Regions from separate parts of the Mus musculus genome. Here all the other regions are linked to region 1. A link is a contact called in public promoter capture Hi-C data. All regions are on one chromosome and are shown on one strand. The core of a region is the stretch at or near the end of the contact, and the rest is flanking DNA. Distances in the headings are between cores, read along the strand shown.

Evidence for each region. Promoter capture Hi-C pulls out the DNA fragments that hold promoters and counts their contacts.
Region 2: a promoter capture Hi-C map of pre-B cells shows a contact between it and region 1, with 4 times the contacts expected there. The contact joins the promoter of Bcl10 here to the promoter of Lrrc40 in region 1. A contact is called at or near these places in 2 of 39 promoter capture datasets (cranial neural crest and pre-B cells) and 2 of 484 Hi-C or Micro-C datasets (B cells and CD4 T cells).
Region 3: a contact with region 1 is called in a promoter capture Hi-C map of pre-B cells, with 4 times the contacts expected there. The contact joins the promoter of Odf2l here to the promoter of Lrrc40 in region 1. A contact is called at or near these places in 2 of 39 promoter capture datasets (cranial neural crest and pre-B cells) and 1 of 484 Hi-C or Micro-C datasets (pre-B cells).

What each region holds. Positions count from the first base shown.
Region 1 is chr3:158,034,850-158,039,130 of GRCm38.p6, forward strand. It overlaps Lrrc40 (leucine rich repeat containing 40), which reads left to right and starts at 1,833. Exons shown (of 15, transcript NM_024194.6): 1 at 1,833-2,027. The coding sequence starts at 1,877. It overlaps Srsf11 (serine and arginine-rich splicing factor 11), which reads right to left and starts at 1,757. Exons shown (of 13, transcript NM_001379531.1): 1 at 1,667-1,757. The coding sequence starts at 1,756.
Region 2 is chr3:145,922,086-145,926,247 of GRCm38.p6, forward strand. Bcl10 (B cell leukemia/lymphoma 10) reads left to right here and starts at 2,177. Exons shown (of 3, transcript NM_009740.2): 1 at 2,177-2,430. The coding sequence starts at 2,374.
Region 3 is chr3:145,116,458-145,120,694 of GRCm38.p6, forward strand. It overlaps Odf2l (outer dense fiber of sperm tails 2-like), which reads left to right and starts at 2,132. Exons shown (of 17, transcript NM_001162538.1): 1 at 2,132-2,325. It overlaps Gm40163 (a long non-coding RNA gene), which reads right to left and starts at 1,956. Exons shown (of 2, transcript XR_867692.2): 1 at 1,886-1,956; 2 at 365-658.

The DNA of each region.
Region 1 (4,281 bases), core at 583-3,082:
TTGGAGTCCAGTGTGATCTACATAGTGAGTTCCAGGCTAGGTAGGGCTACATAGATTCTGTAGACTCTAAAACAAAACACAACAAAACTCTAAAATACATTTGGGTGAAGAAACTGCATGTGATACAGTATGGTCAGACCACACCAAATCTACTTTTCAACTAATACTGTTTTTCTCATTAGGATGACAAAAGAGTTATGCAGCCTTCTCCCTGCATATGTTCTTTACATTTAAAAGAAGGGGAGAAAATCGGGGCTGGAAAGATGGCTCAGTGTTTAGAAGCACTTAAGGTTTTTTCAGAGCACCAAAGTTTGATCCAGGCACCCACATGGCAGGCGGCTCACAATCATTGCATAACCACAGTTGCAAAGGATCTGATATTTTCTTAGAGCAAAAAAACACAAACATAAATACACAGAAAACAAATTAATTTAAAAACTCATTTCTGTGATGGCTGACATGTTGATGGCTAACTATGTTTAAAAGTTAAAAATCTCTGTAGTTAGGCAAAATTAGACCTCCTATGTTAAGGACTGCTAAGGATATATATTTTTAACTGATGTTCCTGTAAATAAATTTGTTCTGCTTGAACATAAACACATTGTAATTTTGCATTCTTTGCCTTTATAAACCCGACTGAGGTGGCTGGGCGCTGCATTCTAGTGAATCTCTAAACATCCCCCAGACTCATAACCATTTCATACTGGTGAGATGGCTCTGCAGGTTGGTGGAAAAAAAAACCCACTCCCTCAAGTTGTTCTCTAACCTCCTGAGGCACCAGGGCACGTGAAACCCTATTCACGTGTGCAAAAAGAAACACTAAACTTAAAGAGGAATGTAATAGAAAATCAATTTCAGTCAAAGAATTTGGTCTGCGCTGGACACAGGATTCACGGCCCTGCCCACGTTAGGGAATTATATCCCCAGCCCTGGATAGTTGAGGGCTACTTCTTCGTTTGGGAAAATATATCAATACTTTGTAAACTCCAGGAAAAACTAAGCAGGAAATCGCTACTTATTAAATAAAATTTTCTTTTTTGTATTTACAACAAAACTACGCATTTAAATTTTCTTTGCTTTCTTTCTTTCTTCTTCTTTTTTTTTTCCTTTTTTCTTTTTTGAGACTGTTTCTCTGTTGCTCTGGCTGTCCTGGACTCGCTGTGTAGACCTGGCTGACCTCCAATTCAAGAGATCCATTTGACTCTGCCTAATCTAGTGCTGTGATTAAAGACGTGCGCCACCATGCCAGGTCAGTATTTACATTTTCATTATCCGAAGTTATTTTTAAAACTTCTTAAGACTGGATTATCGGTAAATCAGTGAAAAATGAGCTTCGTAAGCGTGGGACCAACTGCATAAGTTAGTCTGTAAGCGAGCAGGATTCGAAGTCCGAGCCCTTCACCACAGCTTTTAGCTGTCAGGTGGGTACTTAAGCTTAAGGGCCAAGCTTCGTGTCACTCGCCATCCTGTTCTCCGGGATCAATTCGATCACCGCACTGAACTCAGCGATCCCCAGGCCTGGCGCCCAGGGCCACAGGCCGCGCCTCAGGTTTCGACGCCGCCACGTTCTGATGCGACGTTGGGTAGCGCAGCCATGCCCGACCGCGCTGTCTAGGGAGCCCATGTTCCCCCCACGAGGACCTCTCAGCCCGTTAGACGCACTTACCCGAAAGAAGTTTCTCCTGAGGGCGAGGTTGGTGAGGGCAACGGAAGGGCTCGTCGGTCCTGCGGTCCCGGGAGCTGGCGGTGACGACATCAGCGCGCGCAGCTAGGGCAAGGCCCGGATTACTGTGAGGCGGAAGGGGCGGGGTTATCCAGCCATGGCACCTTGAAACGTCACAGCCGTGGTCGGGGCTTCCGGTGTGAGCTTTTGAATATGTCGCGCCAGCTGAGAGCCCCTAGGTTTGACCCTCGTGCGGGATTCCACGCGGAGGGCAAGGACAGAGGCCCCTCTGTTCCCCAGGGCCTGCTGAAGGCAGCGAGAAGCAGCGGCCAACTCAACTTGGCGGGAAGGAACCTCGGGGAAGGTGAGGCAGCGCGCGAACATCCTCTTGGTCCCCTGTGCACCCACCCGCGCCTGCTCCGTGGCCCTGCTAAGACTGGCCTTGACTTACTCGAAGTGTTCACTGAGATGTCCACAGAATACGGGATAAACATCGTAGTTTGGGAGTAAATTCGCTGTGAGATAGAGGATAGGCAGGTATTTGATTCGCCTTCCTCTTATTTTCGTTTTACCAGCTCCCCTCTGTGAGCTTAGAATAATTTTCTTTCAAGCCTAGCCTTTTTTTTTCTTCCACTTGAGGAAAATCCCAATGACAAACATACTCCTTATCCTAAGTACTAATTCAGAGTAAATGCTGCGGAGTATATGAATTTGAGAACATCCTGAGAAACCTATGAATGATCAACAAGCACAAATCTACATATTACTAAGTATAAATAAATACCTTTGTAGTGTATGTGTTTGGTAGGAGAGGACAGAGACAAAGAGAGGATTGAGAAGTGAAGCATTCTTTCTGTAATATTTTTTTCTACTTGCATTGATTAAAATCTTCCACTTCTAATAATGTACTTATGTATCTGTAAGGTTGACTAAGTAAAGACATTATGTGTATGCTTACTGAATGTGATGATTACTTGTGTCAAGTTGACACAATCAATGAGGGATTATTTAGATCATGTTCTCTATGAAGAACGTCTATGAAGACCTGTCTTGATTGATAATTGATGTAGGAAGATCTAGCCCACTGTGGGTTGTGCCATTCCCTAAGTTGGGTCTTGAATCCAAAGGTTGAGTCGTATAAAAAAGTGTGCGTGCCTTAATTCATTTCTCCCTCTGCTCTTGATTGTAGTTGTGTTGTGAGTAGCTGTTCCAAGTTCCTGCCATCTTGACTGATGGCCTGCAAATGAAATTATGAGCTAAAATAAACTTTTTCTCTAAGGTTCTTTGTTATGGTATTTTACCACAGCGTCTGGAAAGAAGAGTAGAATAGAAATTGGTACCCAGAAAGTGGATAAATCTGACTACATGGTTCCTAGGATATTTGAACTATTTTATATGGCTAGAATGTGGAAGGCTCTGGAATGTAGGTCTAGGAAAAAAGCTGAATGTTATGGGCAGAGCATAATGGACTGTGTTTTGGTTTGTTTTGTTGTTATGGGAAGTTGGAAAATAAGAATGCTGACAGAAATGTAGACATTGGAAGCCTGACTTTTGAAGTTTTACAGGGCAACAAGGACTGTGGTGGGAACTGGGTTAGCTGCCATTTGGATTATATTGTGGCCAAGAAATGGCTTCCTTCTTTCTACCCATGTCCTGAGTACCTGAGAGAAGACAGATATACTGGTTCGTTTGGCAGAGGCAATTTTGGGAGAGTATTCAGACTGGTATTGAAAACCGTTGTATAATTGCTATACCATTGTAAAGCAGCCTCTTGCACAGCATTGGGACAATAGGAAAGTGGTTTTTTTTTTTTTTTTTTTTTTTTTTTTTTTTTTAGGGTCAACACAAGTAAGCTTGTCGGTGGGTCTGTGGGGGATTGTCTTGGCTATGCTAATTGATGTTAAGATCCCCCCCCCCCCTTGATCTCAGTTTCTGAATTTTTCTTCCATGTTTCTAACTTTTCATTCATATTGTGGATGTTTTCATCCATTTTGCTGACTTTCTTCTCTGAGACCTAGGTTGAAACCATCTACTTGTTTGTATCCTCTTTTAATTAATTAGTAATTTCTTACCCGAAAATTTGAAAGTTTCATGTGGCATTTTGTCTATTTCAGTATCTGTGAAGATCAGTTGCAATTTTTGAGGGATCATATTTCCTTCACTTTTTTATAGTTCTGTGTTGCAGTTTGCACATCTGTTGGTTTGTATATCTAGTCTAGAATTTTAAGTAGACATATTAAGTAGACTGTTCTTGAAGGCTCAGTCTCCAGTACCACCCATCAAGAAAGAAACAGACTATTGTGACTCCAAACCCACCAAACTATAAAGATATCTATACATTGAAAATACGTTATTGCTCACTAATATACCATTACTAGTTGTTGTAGTAAGGGTTACCATTGCTGTGAGGAAACACCATCACCAAAAGCAAGTTGAGGAAGAAAGGGTTTATTTGGCATCATTGAAGTAAGTCAGGACAGGAACCTAGAAGGAGGAGCTGATTTTCTGCTCTTTTCCTATGTTCTTTCCCCTTTTAAATTTCTAAAGCTTTTGTTCTATTTGTCTCTTTGGGATTAAAATCTATTTTCCTTATTCTGACTCTTTACTGAGTCATACAG
Region 2 (4,162 bases), core at 927-3,426, about 12 Mb before region 1:
TTCTCTGACTCCCATCCTTTCTTCTGCACTCTGGTCTTTTCTTGATAGCAACAGGGAGCCTTTCAAAACAAAGTCAAACGCCCTGGCCTTTCTCACCCAGCCTGCTCTCCTCTCTCTCACTGCTCCCAATCCAGCCAGGCCTCTACCTCCTGGGGTCTAGATTAGAGCAGTAGCTGGCCAGCTTGCAGAACAGTGAAAGCATAGTTTGCATATGTCCCTCTGCTCCTCTGAAGCCTGCAGCGGCTTTCCTTCTGACTCAGAGTAAACCTGTATGACTCTGGGCAAAGTCAGATTAAACTCTGCCCGTAGCAGAGTTCACCTCCCCAGCCACCCAGCCTCTGCATTGCAGGGCTCTCCACTGAGAGCTCTTTTTCCCTTTTTCCCTCTGTCCAACGGCTCCTCCCTCACTTCCTGCACGTGGGAAATGTATCCTTTATCTCCGTGTGGTCTCCATCTCCACCTTTTCCATTTCCCAGCGTCGCTTTCCCTCTTAGTATTTATGAGATTCTAGCATATTAAACACTTTACACACGAAACTTTTCAAATGTCTACCTTTTCCACCCCCAAACAAATACGTGCTTTAATGTAAATTTCACGAAGAAACAGATGTTATTGTTGTTTTTTCTGTTTGTTGGAGCCAGGCTCCTACTATATAGCACAGGTTGTCCCAGTAATTTACTAAGTAGCCCAGAATAACCTTGAACTTTGACAATACTTATGACTGGGTCTATTGTTTTTTATTTTGAGACAGGATATTCTTATCTGCAGGGTTCAAACAAAAAAAAACCTACATATCCAAAATGTGGGGAAAAAATGCAAAAAGGAAAAAACCCTCCTAATGTTTTAAGTAAGTTTATGATTTATTCCTGCTTATAGCTGGGTCAGATGCAAGCAGTTGGTTGGCCAACACAGCTAGCTAGCTTGTGCCACCACACCCTAGCTGGAGGACAGAGGTGTTTGATTTGCTAGAAGAAGATCTGGGTGTAGTTCAGTAGTTGCCATTCAACAGATGGTTGCTACAGGAAAGAGCAAATGATTAAGCAAATTGGGTTATAACAAGACAACGGATGACTAAGGACACAGGAAAACACTCTAGTATACTAGACATCAGCGTAAAAAAAGACCTGGCATAATGTAAACACCAAGATTCCAGAACTCTGATCAAAGCTACAGAGATGTGGCTTTAAGCCTCTACTGGTTCTTTTGTTTTAGATAAAGATTCCTGTTGCCTTTGGTCCTCTTGACATTTCAGTCTACACTTGCAGATTTACTTCATCGACCACATAATCATTTTCTGCCTAGGACTCTATGTGGAGCACCTCATCCACTAGGACACGTTTTGCACGGGCTACGAGTTAAAATATCGTTCTGAAAATAGCCATTTGGCCTCCAATAAACAACTTCCCCATCAGAGCATCCCTAGAATTTACTTACTGAACAGAGATAAAGGATAACAATAAGAGAGTGTAACTGTGTACCAAGTAGCTTCAGAACCTTAAATATACTCCTAGAGGCCCTAGCTTTTTAAATTTGTCTCTACTGCATAGATTAATAAGGAGAAATGCTTCTAATGAATAGAGACTTAAAAGTACCCAAACACTACCTGTGCTGCTAAATTGATGGGATTGCAGGTAATTTTTAAATCTTTTAACAGTTTTTTTTTTTTCTTTGTGTTTTGTCGTTTTGTTTTCTGCTCTCAAGATCTCCTTGCTCCTGTCTCCCTAGTTCTAGGTGGTAAATGGCAGTGGCCCCCCAGAGCAGGCCCTCAAACGGAAGTTATGTGTGCGTGTATACATATACGTATGATCACGCAACTGTAAAACCTGGCTCAGCACAACAGGAAATTGTTCCGCAACATCTGGAAAAGAGAAGCAAACCAAAATGCTCTGGCCGACTCAGCCCACACTCCACCCAAACGAGGAGTCTGCGAAGGCGGGGAGATCCCGCTAAACTGAGCGGCCAGTGCTCCGCCCACGGAAACAAATCCTTCAGGCGTCCAATCCGCAAGCCTATGTAAATGACAAGGGGGCGTGGTTAGAGGGACGCCCGCTGTGGGCGGAGCCACTGCGGAAGCAGAGACGTAACCGAGGGTAGTACTGATTGGCTGGCACGTAGGTGGGTGGGGCCTGCAGGCAGACCCGCCTCGCCGAAGGGTGGTGCCTGAGTTAGGAAGAACGCTGAGCGCGGCACCGCTGGCCCCAGGGGCGGAGCCGGAAGTGGGGCGTTGAGGTCTCCACCTCCTCGTCCGTGAGCCGGCCGTTCCCCCGCTTCTGTTCCTAGTCCCCCCGAAGTCACAGCCTGATTCCCGGAGGCCCGAGCCCTTAGTCTGGGCGGGGTGGCGCGGGCCGGAAGGACGCCATCCCGGCCTGGGCCATGGAGGCTCCCGCACCGTCCCTCACGGAGGAGGATTTGACTGAAGTGAAGAAGGACGTGAGTAGCTCCGCCGGGCTGGGCGCAGCGGGGCGCAGCGGGGCGGGCGGGCGGAGGAAAGCGGAAACCCGGAGCTGAGCGACGGGGAACTTCAGGTCGGAAGAGCGCGGGGTCCTGGCACAGCACGACCTGCCTGCTTCCCGGGAGCTGGCTGGAGACGATCCACCAGCGACCCGGGAGTCCGCGGTTAAGCCTGTCGGTGGGCTTGGATGTTTCCTTGCCATCCGCTCGTCGCTGGTGGCTTTCCATCCTGCCGATCCCCCATCCCACGCCACCGCCGCGGGAGCTGCTAGCCTAGGGAGCCGCCGGAGTGTGCCCACAGCGGGCTTTGGACCAGGCATCCCCGGGCGTAGAGCAGATGGGTGAAACTGGTCTCTATCGGGGGCTGCGGAAAGCTCGCCAGCTGAACGCACGCCCTGGAATTCCCCGAGTAATCAGACGCCCACGTATTTAAATGAAGGGGGTGTGCGTACTTCTCGCTGAGACTTGGTTCCCAGGTAAACGTTGAAAATACTCCCGACTAAATTGGACTCTTCTGCTTAGACCATGTAGAACTTCACAGACACAGTAATATTTGAGGAAATGGCTTTAACCACAACGTGCTTCGTTTTTTTTTTCCTTCCTTTTAACTTCTTTTGCCAGAAAAAAAAAAAAAATCAAATGAGCACAACTTAGATAATATACATGAATTCACATTAAAAACCGGTAACTCGTTCTTACTTAGCACCAAAATGCTGCCGAAAAATCGTCTTTACGAACTTAACCTCAAGTTGTTGAAGATGTATGTGTGCTTCAGACCCCTTTTTCTACCATACTTACCCCTTGTAAAGTTTATTGCGCTGTGCCCATAATTACAACTGATAGAGCTAAGTACCAGGAGGGAAAGGTACGGCCAGGATAACTGCCATAGTTTCCGTGTTCAGTGGAGTTGGTAGGGCACCTGCTGTATGGAAAGCTACACATTCTACTTGAAACAAGGTCTTTGATACCCACTATAGTCCTTAAGAGGACAGTAAACCCTAAGTGTAAAGTCTGGGAGCTCTGTTCCCATGTTCCACAGTTTTGAATTTTCTCACAATCATTAAAGTACCTATAAGGAGAGAATTGCTTTTCATTTTATAGCTGGCAAAACAAGACAAGACCTGTCTGTAGATAGGGGAGGAGAGTGCTGCAGGCCTTTGTTTCTGCTCCGGGGTTCATTGACGTCATCCATCCTGACAGTTGCACGTTAGACCTGTGTCAGATGTCCATAACCTTAGAGAGACTACAGAGAAGCGTCAGGGTGTCTATAAAAATAGTGTTCCTTAGATATTCACCCTATTATTTTTGAAACTGCTTATGACAAGCTTAAACATTCATCCGCATTATTTGAATCTCCTTTTTTTCTCAACTCCAGGACTTTATTTCCAAGTCTACCAGAACTCAAACTATAATTTCATACATTTGGCTGTTGTTTTGTTTCTCTGTAATTCTGACTGTCCTGGCACTCACCTGTAGAACTAGCTGGCCTCAACTCCCTTCCTCTGCCTCCCAAGTGTTGGGATTAAGGCATGAGCCACCACTGCCTGCTATGTTCTTATGTTTTCAAAACTTGAACTTTTCATTATCCTTCCCCCAAAACTGCTTGGTGTCCCTTCTGTATTATCTGTCTTGATAAATGGTGGGAAGTTGTTTACATGAGGCTGTCTGTCTGTCTCAGGGTTTGCTTTCTGTGGCTTCTGTTGCCTGTGGG
Region 3 (4,237 bases), core at 882-3,381, about 13 Mb before region 1:
AAGTGATAGTTTTGGACAACTGCTAAATTGGGGAGAGGACTTCAAGGATCATTTTATCCTTTTTCATTCAAGGATAAAAGAATGAGTTTTTATGTCATAAACCATGTGACATTCGTGATTTATCTCTTCTTGCATTGTTATAACATCGTAGCAATGACTCTTGCATTGTAAATTACTTACTAGGCTGAGGAGAAAGTCAATATATTGAAGTTCCAGTATCTAAAATTACATGTTTTTATTTTTAAACTCCCACCTTTTCTGCTTTCAGTTACAAAAACCTCTTTTGGCATTTACCTACCATTCTTTGACAGCCATAATCAGGTAAAAGCAGCTTACATATATGATTAAATATGCTGAGAAGTGATAGTGGGAAGATAATAAAAATCTTTATTTTCCACAATTAAGTCAGTACTTGGAGAATTGCCTTCAGAGAACGATCACTCTCCAGGGAGGAGTAGCATGCAGCTCCCTGCTGTGGAATGAGTGTGTCCCTTCCTCCCACTAACCCTCAGTGTGTAGGCACTTGGAGTGGAGGCCTTGGCAGGCTGATTGGGTTACAGGAGTAGAGTCCTCATGATGAGATCTGTGTCCTTACAGGAGGTAGGTGAGATCTTGCTTCTTGCTCAAGTGAGAATACAGCAAGGAGGCTTCCAACCATCTGTAAGCATTAGGAACAGACAACTCACTAGCAGCCAGATTGGTTGATTCTTGAGTTGGGTCTTCTGAGATTCTAGAAATGTGATAAATATGTTTCTGTTCTTTAAACAACTCAGCCTACGCTACTTTCTTATACAAGGCTGAATTAAGACGTCTATTACCAGTCTATCCATGGCTGCTCATGTACCCAGCATGTCCATATTGAATGTCCCAGGCAACAGAGAGAAGAGCTTCAAGCTACTTATGCAGAAGGTGCATATTGAAGTGGCTTGTTGTTTTTGACTGTGGAATATCATTCCATTGTATTGAATATGTAATCAATTTTCCTGCTGGTAAACATTCAATCTACTTGCCATTTTTAGCTATTATAAACAAACTTGCTATTTATGACTTTCTTATAGAATATTTCATAAACATGTATTTTCATTTTCCTCACCTAGGCGAACAGCTCCCTATGGAAACTCCCTAAGAAGCACAGCATCTGGCTCTGAAGAGCTTGTACTAGCCATACTGAAGGGCCGACAGTTCAGCTCCTAGCTGACATTTCCCATAGCTACCATTTTACTCTATCTACTAGAAGTATGCGCTGCTTCGATATGCTGTTCATTTTTATATCTCTTCCTGTGGTGGAACCTGAGGGAGTGGAGCGGAGGAACGAGGCAGACTAACGCCGCATGCAATAGCCAACTTTATTCAGAGCATCAGACAGTGTATACCCTGAGTGCTAAGAAAGGTCACTTGAGTATATAAGAAGGACAAGGTGCACGCGGCAAAAACATGTTTGTTTGTTTGTTTCCCATAGAGGCAAATAAATGGATAATAGCCAGTTGTACAAAAACTCGGACGTAAACTCACTCCTATCTACTACACCTGGGAGGTGCATGAAAACATTCCAAGAACAATGACAAAACTCCCAAAATCTCATAAGGAAAACAAAACAAAACAAAATAAACAAACAAAAAACCACTACTAGGTCCTACCAAGATCTCATTTGGCCGGTTCAGCAGTTTAGAAAGCACAGCAGCTTTATCTAAGGACTTAGGAGGACTTGAACGACATTTTGGAGAACCTGCTGACTATGTTTTTAAAGAAGAAAAACTCCTGTGGGGGATAATGCCATACACTGGAAAGGTTTTTCTGTCTTGGGTTTTTTCAAATCCTAGCTACAAAAAAGGGCAAAAGCAGGGAAGTCATTTTTCGATCCAGTGTCAAGAGACTCGGAACGGACCTTCCTTCCCTGCTAGGATGAGAGCGGTTGAGATTTTCGGTCAGCGACGCACAAAAGCTACGCCTTTTCTCAAAGCTAAAGCTTTTGAAAAATCTCACTAGAGAAACCAGAGCAGAGACAACCCCCCGCCGGCCACGCCCCCTCACTCCCTCCAATCACAGCAGGAACGGCGCTCGCGCTCTAGAGCTCCCGACCAATTAGCTGCGTCGGAGCGGGCCGATGAGGGCGGGGCGTCCGTTTCCACAGAAACCGCAGGCCGGTTACTAGCAACGTTGAGCTCCAAGGTGGACGCGCTCAGGCCGCCGCTGCCTGTTCTGGTGACTCGTCAGCTTCTCTCCCCGCGCTCCCTGCCCTTCCCTCTGGCCTCCTACTCTCTCTGCACTCTCCGCCTGCTGCAGTGACCCAGGGCCGGGCAGGCCTCAGAGAGGCCTCCGGCCATTGTAGGTAGTGGCGGCGGCGGGGGATGACGTCAGGGCGACGGGCGGACGGGCGGGCGGGCGCGAGTCTGGGGTGGGCTCTGAGGGCGGGCCGCGCGTGACCCTAGGCACCCGGAAGTGAAACCCGTGGTGCCCACCCCTCCTGAACAGTATGTGTTTGGTGCTCAGGTCCTCACTGTCACCCAGAGGAAAGCGGACATTGTGCCCCTGCTTCCCGCGGTGTGGTCTCGGGGCGCCGGGGAGAAGTTAGCGGGGGATAGGGTCCCTGCAGAGCGAGGGTCCGGGTTTGGGGGTGTTTCCGACATAGTGTTTTCCTAATCTTGAGCTCACCCGATGCCAGTCCAGTTCTTGACGTACCCCGAGTCATGTCCCCTGTCTCTGGCACTGAATATGTCAGTTGAGTAACCTTAACCTAACGGTGGCTGCTATTGGTGACCCTAAAGACCAAGTTTCTCTGTCACGCCATGGCTTACAAGGGTGTCAAATGTTTGAGGGTACGAGTGCCTCTGGTTTAGGTAAAGGATCAAACTGTAGAAATCGTGCCTGTTTGTAAGCTTTACTTCATACCTTTGATTAATGGTGAGACCGGCCATATTTGTAATTTTTAATAGCAAAGTATTATTATTGCTGTTTTCTGCTAATTCTACAACTGGTGTATATTAATAGTTTTAGTCTTTGCTTTTCGAGCGTCTCAAGATCTGAGCAGATAGCCTCATTTATTCGTCACTTTTGTTAACTCCATACAGACAAATGGGAGTCAGGATGAGTATAGAAACGATCCGTTGCAGGCCACTGATGCCCCCAACCCCCACCCTCTGGTTTAGTAGTTCTCCATTTATGACTGCTTCAGCAATGACTTTCTACAAAGAACAGATAGGTCTTCAAGGTTGTTCTGTAAAATCAGTTCTGATCAACTCAGGCTTGTAAGTAAATTTAAGGTAGGTTGGTTAATTCAGGATAATTACTTTAAAAAGGAGAAAGTGGAAAAAACGTGAAGATTGCTGAGCTGCCCCGCAGAGTGGGCCAGATGGCATCTAAGTTTAAAGGTGGGATAAAGTAAGATGAGTCCAGGGATTCTACTTCTTGCTCAGTGTGTCACCGTGACTCTAAACCACCCCTGTTGCTGTCCTTGATGGTCATCCGTGGTCCTAACATCTGCAGTATCCTGGGATCTTTAACCAGTGGCCTCTTCTGTCCTTTCATTGTACCAGTCCTCAGTTTCTTTCCGTGACACTTGCAATCCTTGTGTATCCACTGCATTTCTCCAATAACATCTCCTGGGCTTTCCTTAGAAACCCTTGCCTAATCATTCCAAGCCTCGGTTTGTATTCATTGCCTCTTCAGTCCTGAGGCCTGCACTACGATGGGGGGCTGCTCTGTCATCGGTGGCTTTCTGACCTCTATGCTGGTCTCCAGTCCTGTCATACGGTGTCAACCCTCAGCTGCTCTCCGTGGTCCCTTTACTCCTTGAAAACCAGAGCCATGTGGAAAACTCCTAACACATTACTAAGTTTAGCTACCACTTAAGGTACAGCCTTGGCCTCCCTGAACCACCGCTTCCCAGAAGAGTTCACCTCAGCAGTGCTGGTCACTTATTAATTATAACTACTTTTGCAGCTCAGGCCAACCAGCATCCATTGTAAAGCAAAGATTTTGTTTCAGTGCTGCTGGTTTCCTGTTGACTCTTCAGCCCCAGCTGACCAGAAGCCACAGATTCTTATTCAATTAACCTCTCTGAATCATAAATGTCACCCTGTTCCCTCACTCACACCCAATCATTTTGATAGCTTTTATTTAGAAATCTGTTTTCCTGCTTTGGTCATTTTTGCTTATCTATTTCTAAGTTTCACTTTTTTTTTTCCATAGTGGAGTCTAAAATGCTATGCAATTATCTCTTTGGTAAGTTTTGACTAGT